2 separate regions of the Dromaius novaehollandiae genome follow, and region 1 is linked to region 2. A link is a contact called in public Hi-C data. All regions are on one chromosome and are shown on one strand. The core of a region is the stretch at or near the end of the contact, and the rest is flanking DNA. Distances in the headings are between cores, read along the strand shown.

Region 1 (4,957 bases), core at 2,193-4,692, 90 kb after region 2:
CACAGTGTAAAACACCTATTCATGATCAACTTGTAACCTTCTGAACTGTCTTATTTTGCACGTGCTTCAGAGGCATATACTTAGAACTTTGCCTGCTTGCTAGAGTTTGGAAGATAATTTCTCTGAAGATTCTGCCTGTATATATTACCCTACATGCTGGGACATAGAAAAAAAAGCATTTTGCTGAAATCCACCCCTGAAATTCAGTTAGGCTTACCTTATATCCTCATCTGTCTTCCTTTTGTGTTCTTTTAGCCAGGAATCACTGGTGACATTTCTATCATATGTGGACAGAACAGGAAGATATTGTTATTTTTCTCCTATTACCTATTACCTATTACCAACTTTTTAAATTAATATTTATTATGTATTTATTTTACCACAGTCATAGGTATTTAAAAATGAGACATTCTTTAGTACATATGTTCTGAAAATACTTGCTCAGACAAAGTCATACAGTGCATGTCTCAGCATGAGAAATTTTCTCATGCTACAACAGAATATAGGGAAAATTTTAACTGAAATGCAGATTTGGATTTTATTTACAGCATACAGTAAATTCAATAGCTTTATTACCGTTTTTCTGTAACACGCAAGACAAAGCTTGTTTTTTTCATTTTCTAGATCAAAATTCAGGGTATCCTTTTATGGCTCATTTGAGTCAGGCTAGTGCCTATGCTAAGTGTTTAACGTCTCGAGCAGGGCCTTATCTTGAAAAATCTGTGAGCTGGAGCTATCTTCCTCTGTGGATATGTATGTAAACATACTGAGGCCCAACCATAATAAAAATGACAATGTATACTGCTATTCTGAATATCAAAAAAGGAAACTTAGAAAGTTACGTTTCAGCAGAGAATGAAAAGCTTAGAATGATTGGAATTGACAGAAGAGGGAAAGAGGACACACAGGAAATGGGCACTATTCAAGTTAAATTGGTTTACATCCTCAGATTGAGTGCACTATTGAGTCATGTCATTGGCAAACAAACACAGAGGGATACAGTTTGAGCAAAGAATCTACTGTATGTAAAGTAAAAAGTAAAAGAATAAAGATTTGATTTTAAGAACGGGGTTTATTTGTGGAACTAAATTACTCCCTTTTTAATTTACTTTCATAAATAAATTTTATTTTTAAGAGGTACTGCACACAATTATCACATGAGTACCAGAAACTGTGAAAGAGTTAGAAGTTTTGGAAATAAGCTTTAATGAATCATATGTTTTCCATTTGCATTTATACATTATAAAAGTTATAAAAGTGACAATATCTAACCATTTGCAATGTGTTGACTGAACACTACATGAGTAGTGAGAGAAGTGGAGTGGAGAATCCATTGTACTATATTTTTAATTTTAATTCTTGAATTAAAAAGCTACAAAAAATATTTGGCAAGTCCAGTCTCACAGAGCAAGCATTCATTCTGTGATTGAAATATTTAAATAAAAACCTCATCATTCAATATCGACAAGAAAATCAAACCGTATGCAACAAGGCATTTCAAGATTTCTCAGATGATCAGTCCGAACATGTCTTCTTTTGTAGATGGCTACTGCTGACTATTAGAATAAACTGATAAACTTGAACAGTACTAATCTGCCCCCTTGTGACAGACTAAGAAAAAATGTTAGATCAATAAAATCCTGGAGTACTTATATTAAAAAAATTGATTGAGAATTCAGGAAGTGAAACTGAAATGAAAGTTGGCCTAAGCTTTTTGATGCTGTTGTGAGAAAGCAGCCTCACTAAATGCAGTCTGCTAAAAGTCCACTAAAAAGCACCTACTAAGTGCCAGCCATAGAAGAGCTCTGTCATCAATAGTGCTATACCTGCTGATGTCTTAAATTAACTTGGGCTATTTTCATCTTAACATTGCTGCTTCTTCTATCATGGAGTTCAATGATATGAAAGTGGAAAAACACTTTATAAGATTTGTAAAGTGTTCTGAAGAGTGAAATGTCAATGCATACTTTCTATAGTTAGTTTAGCCTATTTTTAAGGTTAAGACTCTCAAGATAGTTTTAGGTTGTTTTGTAAACAAAAAGATGTTAGTGGCACAATCTGGTCAAGCCTAGGTTCCTAAAACTGAAATATTTTCAGGTGCAATTTACTTGACTTTGAAAACATAGTTTCTAAAAGAATAATTTGACAAGGCAACAAAGTCATTTACAAGGGCACCTGTTCTTTCACTACTGCACGTACATAGTTTAGAAAACCAAGGCTGCCTATCTATGGCCATTTATAAGAGCTGTTCTTCAGCTCAGTAATTAGAAAGTGCCCTCAAAAACTTGAGAGTCCTTCTTCAGTTTCAGCTTTATAAGGGAATGAAAAATCAAAAAAATATAATCTTTTAATTTACATTGTAAATCACTTGCAGAAGGACAGTGGTCAACTTCACTCTGATGCATGGACAAGTAGTCTATAAATTGTTATGCTTGCTTAAAACATTGTAATTATCTTCATCAAATGCATAGGTCAGCACTATAAAGTGGTATTGCCATAACTACATCATTTCACAAGATGAAAAAGTTATGAAGAAATTTTCATTCTGGAGATGACAGAAGAGATAAACCCTAACTAAAACTGATTAAAGATGCTGCTTCCACAAGTAAAATGATGCCTGTGTGAGACAGAGGATAAGAATGCTGTGAGTTCCCTGTTCCCAGCACATAATGCAGCAGTTAAGAGAATATGTCATACAGCTGTTTTCACAGCAGGTGATAAAGCTAAGAAAAAGAGGGAAGAATATTATGGATACAATGATCACAGATTCAGATCACTATATGATACAGACTCTATGAGGTGAAGTTCTCACTTGAATTTCCCGGAGGGACTGACTCAGTATTCTTGTAATGGGCATCCCACTGGGGAATGTCAGCATTAGTACACCCTGCTGACTGTAGTACATCATATCTTTTGCTCAGTAAAGGCCATCCTTTAATCTCAGTGACTCTGATTGCAAGTTTAAAATAGCTGTTGTTGAGTTACTTGTTAACTCACACTGGTGTAACATCAAATTTTGGCTCTCACTATCTAGAAGACTGGACATTCTTTTCTTTAGAGTTGTTTACTCAAGTAGATCACATAGAAGAAAAAAATCTATAGATTTACCCATTCCAAGACATCATTAGGTATTTTCTATTTTATTTATATGCCATGATCTATGCCATCACACAATCATAATCCTAATCAGATGACAAGCAGACTGTGCAGCTGTAAAAAAGCAGATGAAAGGGTTATAAACTTTCTGCAGCTCTGTCTACTTGGTGTATTTTAGATAGGCCCCAGATCACCCTGCCAATCTTTTGAGCTGACCGAGACATGTGAGTGCAGTTAGCGTAGCACCATGCCAGAGCTAACAAGGCTCCTACACGGCACGGTAGCAAACTGGGCTGGGCGCTCAGCAAACACACTCTTGCGTGGCCAGTATATCAGAAGTTCGAGGTTGTATCAGATTTCAGCACAGGCACAGAAAGGCTGTGTCCACTCACAGCGCACCGCACAGGTTACTCTGATGGTAGCCCAGTCTCTAAAAACATAAGAGAATTTGCCTAGAAACATAAGTGAGGAAAGGACAAGGCATAGAGATATAAAATTATACAGCACTTCCCTGTTTAAGAATAGGGACGTTTGTGTGATTCAAATGCTCCTCTGGAAGACAGCAAGCCAGTTTAAATTTTCTGGTTAGTCTCTCAGGATAGGATTCATCTCACCAAACAGAGTCTCCTACACTAATCTACATCTGAGCTAGACAGACATCTAGATCCACTCTACAGTTCATGGAGAGAAAAAGGAGATTTGAGGGAGAAATTCACCTCATTCTGAAGTAGGCATGTAAAAATATCTCAGATGAATCATACCTTACAAGTGCTTATTTCCATTAAGTATAAGAGAAGCCCAGACCTCTAGCTCAGATGCCAACTTCAGTACTGCAGGCATCTAAAGCCAAGTAAGATGAACCCCACTGTACATGCTATGTTCCTACAGAGGAGGAGAACTGTATCTCTTAATGCCACTGGAGAATTTTAGGGCATTAAAAGTTGTGAAGAGCTCAGATACTGACTCCTGGCCTGGTACCTCTAATGGAATTTTATTTTTACAATACAAATTATTAAAGAACTCTGATCTCTCAGAGTACGTATTGTGATTAATTATATATATAATAATATGTTTTGTTCTTAACAATATCTGACTTCACCCACATGTTTAACAAACATCAGCCTGTTTTATACAGATTGTATTATACCCATATTACACATCTGTTTCCTAAAACACAAACTAAGGCAAAGCTGATTTTCCAACTTCATATTTAATTACCTAAATAAATTGCCCAGTTCTCTGAAACACATTGGTCCTCCTGATGGACCTGAACGCTTGACTTTCATCTCCTGGTCCTCTCTTATGTACCCTCAGCCTGAGTATCTTTCTTCTATCAGCTCCACCTTTTCCAGCACATCGACTCCTTGCTCCCAACCCAAAAGTTCCTGCACGGAAGGGTTTGTGCGGGCGCGGAGGCAGGCGGCGAGGCCGGCAGGCGCGGAGCCGGCAGCGGTTGGGGTGACCATTGGGCCGGGGGGGGAGGCGGGCGGCACCCCACCCTAGCAGCTCTCCTCGGCTGGCCGGCCGTGGGCTTTCCTGCAGGCACTGAGAGAGGGAGCGGGGCAGGAATCGCCTCCGGGAACCTCACCAAAGGTTTCTCTGGCGGGTGAACGTCGTTTCTGCTTCAGGAGCGTCATTTTTAGTTCTTCCCAAACGTCAAAGATTTTCCTTCCTCGCTGGACACATGGGCCTTTCCCTTGGCAACGCAGGAAAGATGTTTTGCTGCCCTGTTTCGAAATCTCCTTTCACCAGGCAGTTGCCACGAGCCCGTAAGTACCATATGTGAAGTTTTTTTTTAAAAAAAAGCCCAACCCCCTGAAACACTGATGAGGAAACAACGCTTTGGCTTGTGGATCCGTAG
Region 2 (4,775 bases), core at 532-3,031:
ATTAGCTAAAACATAAACTTGGAGCAAGTTACAGGGAACAGTCACTGCCTTGCAGTCAGCTAGAACTGTAAAACAGGACCTGTAAAATGGATGACCTGCAGATTTACTGAACTGTTCAGAAATGGTATTTGTCATTGCCAGGTTTTTTCATTTATTTCTTTTAATAGACTACCACAGAATTTGTGATCTGTGATCCTAAGAATACATTACATTGACAAAGAAAAAAACAGTGTTTCCAAGCTGTATAGATAGCATGTCAGCCTAAAAGAAAAGAATAAAAACTGTTTAATTTTTATAATCTGTTGCTCTTGTCTTCTACGTTGAAAGATTAAAAGTTCAGAAATGCCAATACTGAAAAGTAGACAGAGAATGACTCAGTGCTTTCTTATGGCTGGTAATGTGTGGTAGGATGAGTAACTACTGCAGGCAACAGTGAATTCCCACAGTCCCACTGGGCTGGCTTTTCCTTTTTTTGGGTCACAGTTTGGAAACCAGGACAGAGAAATGAACAGCAAATGAAAAGACCTAAAGGTACAAATATGGCTGAGAAGTCTTGGAGCAAAAAAACAGGGAAAATGTTTTTGTAAAGTAACTTAGTGTCCAGACTTTAAGGGAATCACAGCAAATTATATAATCACAGGACAAAGTCTGTGCTATATGTTTGCACTGTACACTTCACCCCAATATCTCTCATATTCTCACCACAGAATTTGTCTTTAAACTGGTAAATCACAGATTTATTGGCCCTGAGTGCTTCGCAGTTGTGGCTAGATTATTCTCTAAACAAGTTATTGACTGATGGCTACTGTGCCTTTTTCTCCTTCTGCGAGCTTTTATTTTACAGTCTCAATAAAAATCAAGAGAAAATGCAGACTGGAAAGGTAACGCACACAAAATCTCTAACCTATATCATACTCCAGCCTCTACATTTGCTTGAGAACATTAAAAAAAGGGAAACAAATGCAAGCACTTCCCAAAGAAAGGCTTGGTGCTGCCGTCTCGTGGGAAAAGGGAGAAGGGAAGCTTTGCTAATAAAAGCAGAAATGGAAAAAAAAAAGAAGTTTTTAAAACCTGCTAACATCAACACTCTCATTTTTTGTTTCAAGACAGCTATCTGCTTTATTGCTTGCAGATCGGTTTCCTTTGCAGGTGATGCGGGCCCAAAATTACATCACCAGAAGAGCAGCCAAGAGCATCTCGGTGCCAGGATGACTAAAGCTGGGAGGAATGTGTTATCACAGACCACTGAGGACCTCGCCAGTGCATTCCTTGCTGGGGGTGCCGTGCCGGGGGAGGCGCCGGGGAGACAATTTTACACCAAGTCTGAAAGTAAACTTTGTGGAGAAAAGCTCTGGGGTCACAGTCCTGCAGTCTCCTCTAAGCAGATCTAATTATGGCCGTATACTTCAAAAAGAGGGCTTAACTAAAACCAGATTTCACAGGGCACTGCTTAGAAAGTGCAGAATGAATCCCCAACTCTGCCTTTGAGGAAAATGCGAAATGCTTCAGTGCACTGGGAACACTGTTGCTTTGGTTGCAAAGAATAATTTGAAGCTACAGCAAGAAAAGCGAGAACCAATTTAAAATCTTCATCACTTCATTGAAGTCTTACATAAAAACATGACTGTACATAATACAGATGTATTCATACAGACGATACTTACATTAGATAGCGGGTGTGTATTTACTGACATATTGTGCAGTGTGGTAAAACACTCTCAGCAGTCTCAAGGATCATGCTGGAAATGATCAAATTACACACAAAGCAGTGGCACAGCTCACCCTTAACAAGCTCCAATAAAGCCTTTCTGCCACATCGCATCATGTAGTCCACAAACAATGTCTCAGGCATATGAAGGAGGCTCCCTCCTCCTCCCATTTTAGCAGGCTTTCAGGCTATTTCTGCTGTTCTCCTGCAGGACTAGGCTCAGTGGTCCTCACCACAAGCCTGTTTCTGAACCATTAAAATCAATGGGAGCTTTCCAGTGCTTTTAAATAGAAGCAAAATATGCTGTCAACAAAATGGATGTAAAGAAGAGTATAAGACAAATTGTTCAGAGATTAGCATCTCTAAAAATTTCACAATTTGAAACCTCGTCTCTGAGGTCCACCAAGAGCTCAAAGAAGAACTGAGGTTACACAGAGCTCCTCCCCCATTACACTGGGAGAAAGGGGCTCTGCTGATCAAATAAAACATTTACAGTTGCTTCTAAAGATTTCTTTTTTTGTCCCTACAGTTTCCTGAAGAAGACTGAAGGCTGGGACTAGGCAGAATAGAGAATAACTGAGTACCACTTTATGCTAATCCTGCTTTACAGAGGATTGGGGGGGGGGGCAGGGTATAAAAGGGCCAATAACTGATTTAGCTACAGCCAAACTGGTGACAAAGCTAATGCTGCGAGCTCCTGAAAGTGTGACTAGAAAACAGGAGGATGCCTGTGCTGAGAGAACTAACTCAATCATTGCAGCTGCAGTATCACCTTTAGATGCCCACTTCTAGCCAAGCTGTCATTGCCGCTCCACACAGACCCCCTTATTCTCCATGTGCCAGCCACAGACTCCTTATCCCACCATTCACCACCGAAGGTCTCCAAGGGGAGCCTGGAGCTTCCAGCTCTTCTCCTTATTCCGGAGCCTCATCAAGGAGTTGCAGGGAGACATCTGCTTTTACATTCCCAGGGTGGGGGGCAGACAGGTGCCAAAGGTGGCACATTGCATTTGTCATCTACTGGGCTTTTCTGCTACTGTGCAAAAGACCATAGATCAAAAAAGGGGTTGGCCGTGCCGTTTTGTGGATGTAGGAAAGAGGCTGGCCCAAACTCCCTTCCGCGTGCAGAGCGCATCCTGCATAGAGCTTGCGAGCTTATCGCTTCCCCGTACGGCACAGCGGACTGGCCACAGGGAGGTGCAGGCAAGTCATTTTTCCCTCACCAGTCTGGAGGAACGTAGCAGGCTGCTAGACTGCCTTCCCGAAGCCGTGTGTGCAAACAGCCTTGATTAAAGTCAGCATGGCCAATTAGAGTCGTGGAAGAAGATAAGGAAAATAAAAAAAGACAGCTGGTTAATGTTAACAAGAGAGGATGAGCAGTGGAGGATAGAGAAGGACAGCACTGAAAGAGACCGTGATGGCACAGAAATAGTGGCTGAGGTGGGTAAATGTGGAAAAGGGGAATACTGGCCCAACGGTAAGAAATAGAAGATACTATCCCTACCTTTCAAAATGTTCTCAGCTTTATCATAGCATACTATAGGAAAATGTGCAAAACACTTAGGCCACTATGTCTATAGAAGCACCTTCTACTAAAACAACCAGATTTCTTTCAACTCCCTCTGGCAAAGGGCTGTCATTACCATCTTATATAGCTTTTCTGTAACATCCGGATTTTTTCTGCAACTGACTTGCACAAATCTGGGAGAGCCAACATCAACAGTCAAGCCCTTTGGTGACTGCTGCTCGCTCTGTTTACCCCTCCTAGCTGCCTACACTTTGTATACTCCTGTGTTGCACTTTCTCTTTTCTATATTTTTCATGTCTAATTATTCTTGAAAAGTCATGCATTTCTGTTACTTCTTCCTCTCTGTGCAAACTTGGCCTAATAGTTAGCCCCTAACAGAGATTGTTAACTTTCATGTATGTTGTCGTGGATGGATTAGAGCTAATGTATTAAAGTATATGCAAAAAAAATCTAAAGTACATATGGTAGATGAGTACTAGAAAGAGGTTAGAACCAAGGGATATTCTCTGCTCTTAAAGACTTTCACATTTTATCTTGTTCAAACGGGACAGCAAAAGCAGATATGGCCTCTAAAAGTTGGTGCGGCCAATGCTGGTTATGAAAGATTTGTAAGATTCTGTGAGGACAGAAGTTGTTGCATAGTATGGCTTTCGTGGTACCAGGCTCCTGTGAAATGGGCCTCCCACAGGACCATTCCTCCTCCAGCTCACCCTGTCTCATTAACATTATAACTGTGAGTATAACAGAGGGACTGACGGGCAAAGTTCACCTTAGCGTCCCTCAGCATGTTCACCCTCAGCATGCCTTTTCTTTTTCACGGAGACTACGTGTCTGTCCAGCTCTTAGTAAAGTAAGCCTCAGGCTTCAAAGCACCACAGTAAAACAAATTATATATACAGTGCTACTTGTAAAATAGGAATGGTTAGGCAGAACACTAAGAAGTGCCTCTGGGCAGGCCGGCTCTCTGTCCCAGTGTGCAGATTAAGTGAGTGTGATTTTCTGTACATTTTAACCTATCACAATTGAATCTTTCTACTAAAAACTCTGTCTTGTGACAAAAATCTCTTGCTGATTGCCACTATGGAGCTTTCCTGTTTAGTTATCCCATCAGCTTCTCCCTCTCCTTGAATACAGCCTTCAGGTGATACTACTTCCAGTTTTAATACCTACAAAGGTATGGATGCAGCCTTAGCTTTCTGCGCATTCAGAAAACAAAAATGATGGGTTTAGATAATTTAATATTAAATGAATAAATAGTTTCCACCCCATCCTGATTTTGCTAGTCTGCTCCATAAGTGATCTGGGAGGAACACGCTGAACAGGGTGGGACATGCACTCTTGATTTTCCATGTTTAGCCACATGCCATGTTCTCTCTCTTCGGTCACTGCTAGGCTTGAAATGATTTTTCTCATTAGCGTCTTAGACAAACAAAGTGGATTAAATAGCAAACATCAGGTTTCTCTTGTCACTGAACATAAATCAAAAGGACTTCAGCAGTGTAATTCTTCCCCTGCAGCTACCAGTACAGAGGCACTGGT

What was found. Hi-C and Micro-C count contacts between places; a contact is called where the count stands out from the background.
Region 1: a Hi-C map of brain shows a contact between it and region 2, with 5 times the contacts expected there. The contact joins two enhancer-like sites. A contact is called at or near these places in 2 of 4 Hi-C or Micro-C datasets (brain and ovary).

The regions. Positions count from the first base shown.
Region 1 is chr3:35,432,614-35,437,570 of bDroNov1.hap1, forward strand. No RefSeq gene overlaps it. Among named protein-coding and RNA genes, the nearest start is that of SENP6, 14 kb to the right of the region's middle. Within about 2 kb of position 3,443, at least 2 of the 2 cell types and tissues checked have open chromatin away from gene starts, as enhancers often do.
Region 2 is chr3:35,344,365-35,349,139 of bDroNov1.hap1, forward strand. The region is part of intron 5 of FILIP1 (filamin A interacting protein 1); the gene reads right to left. Among named protein-coding and RNA genes, the nearest start is that of TMEM30A, 52 kb to the left of the region's middle. Within about 2 kb of position 1,782, at least 2 of the 2 cell types and tissues checked have open chromatin away from gene starts, as enhancers often do.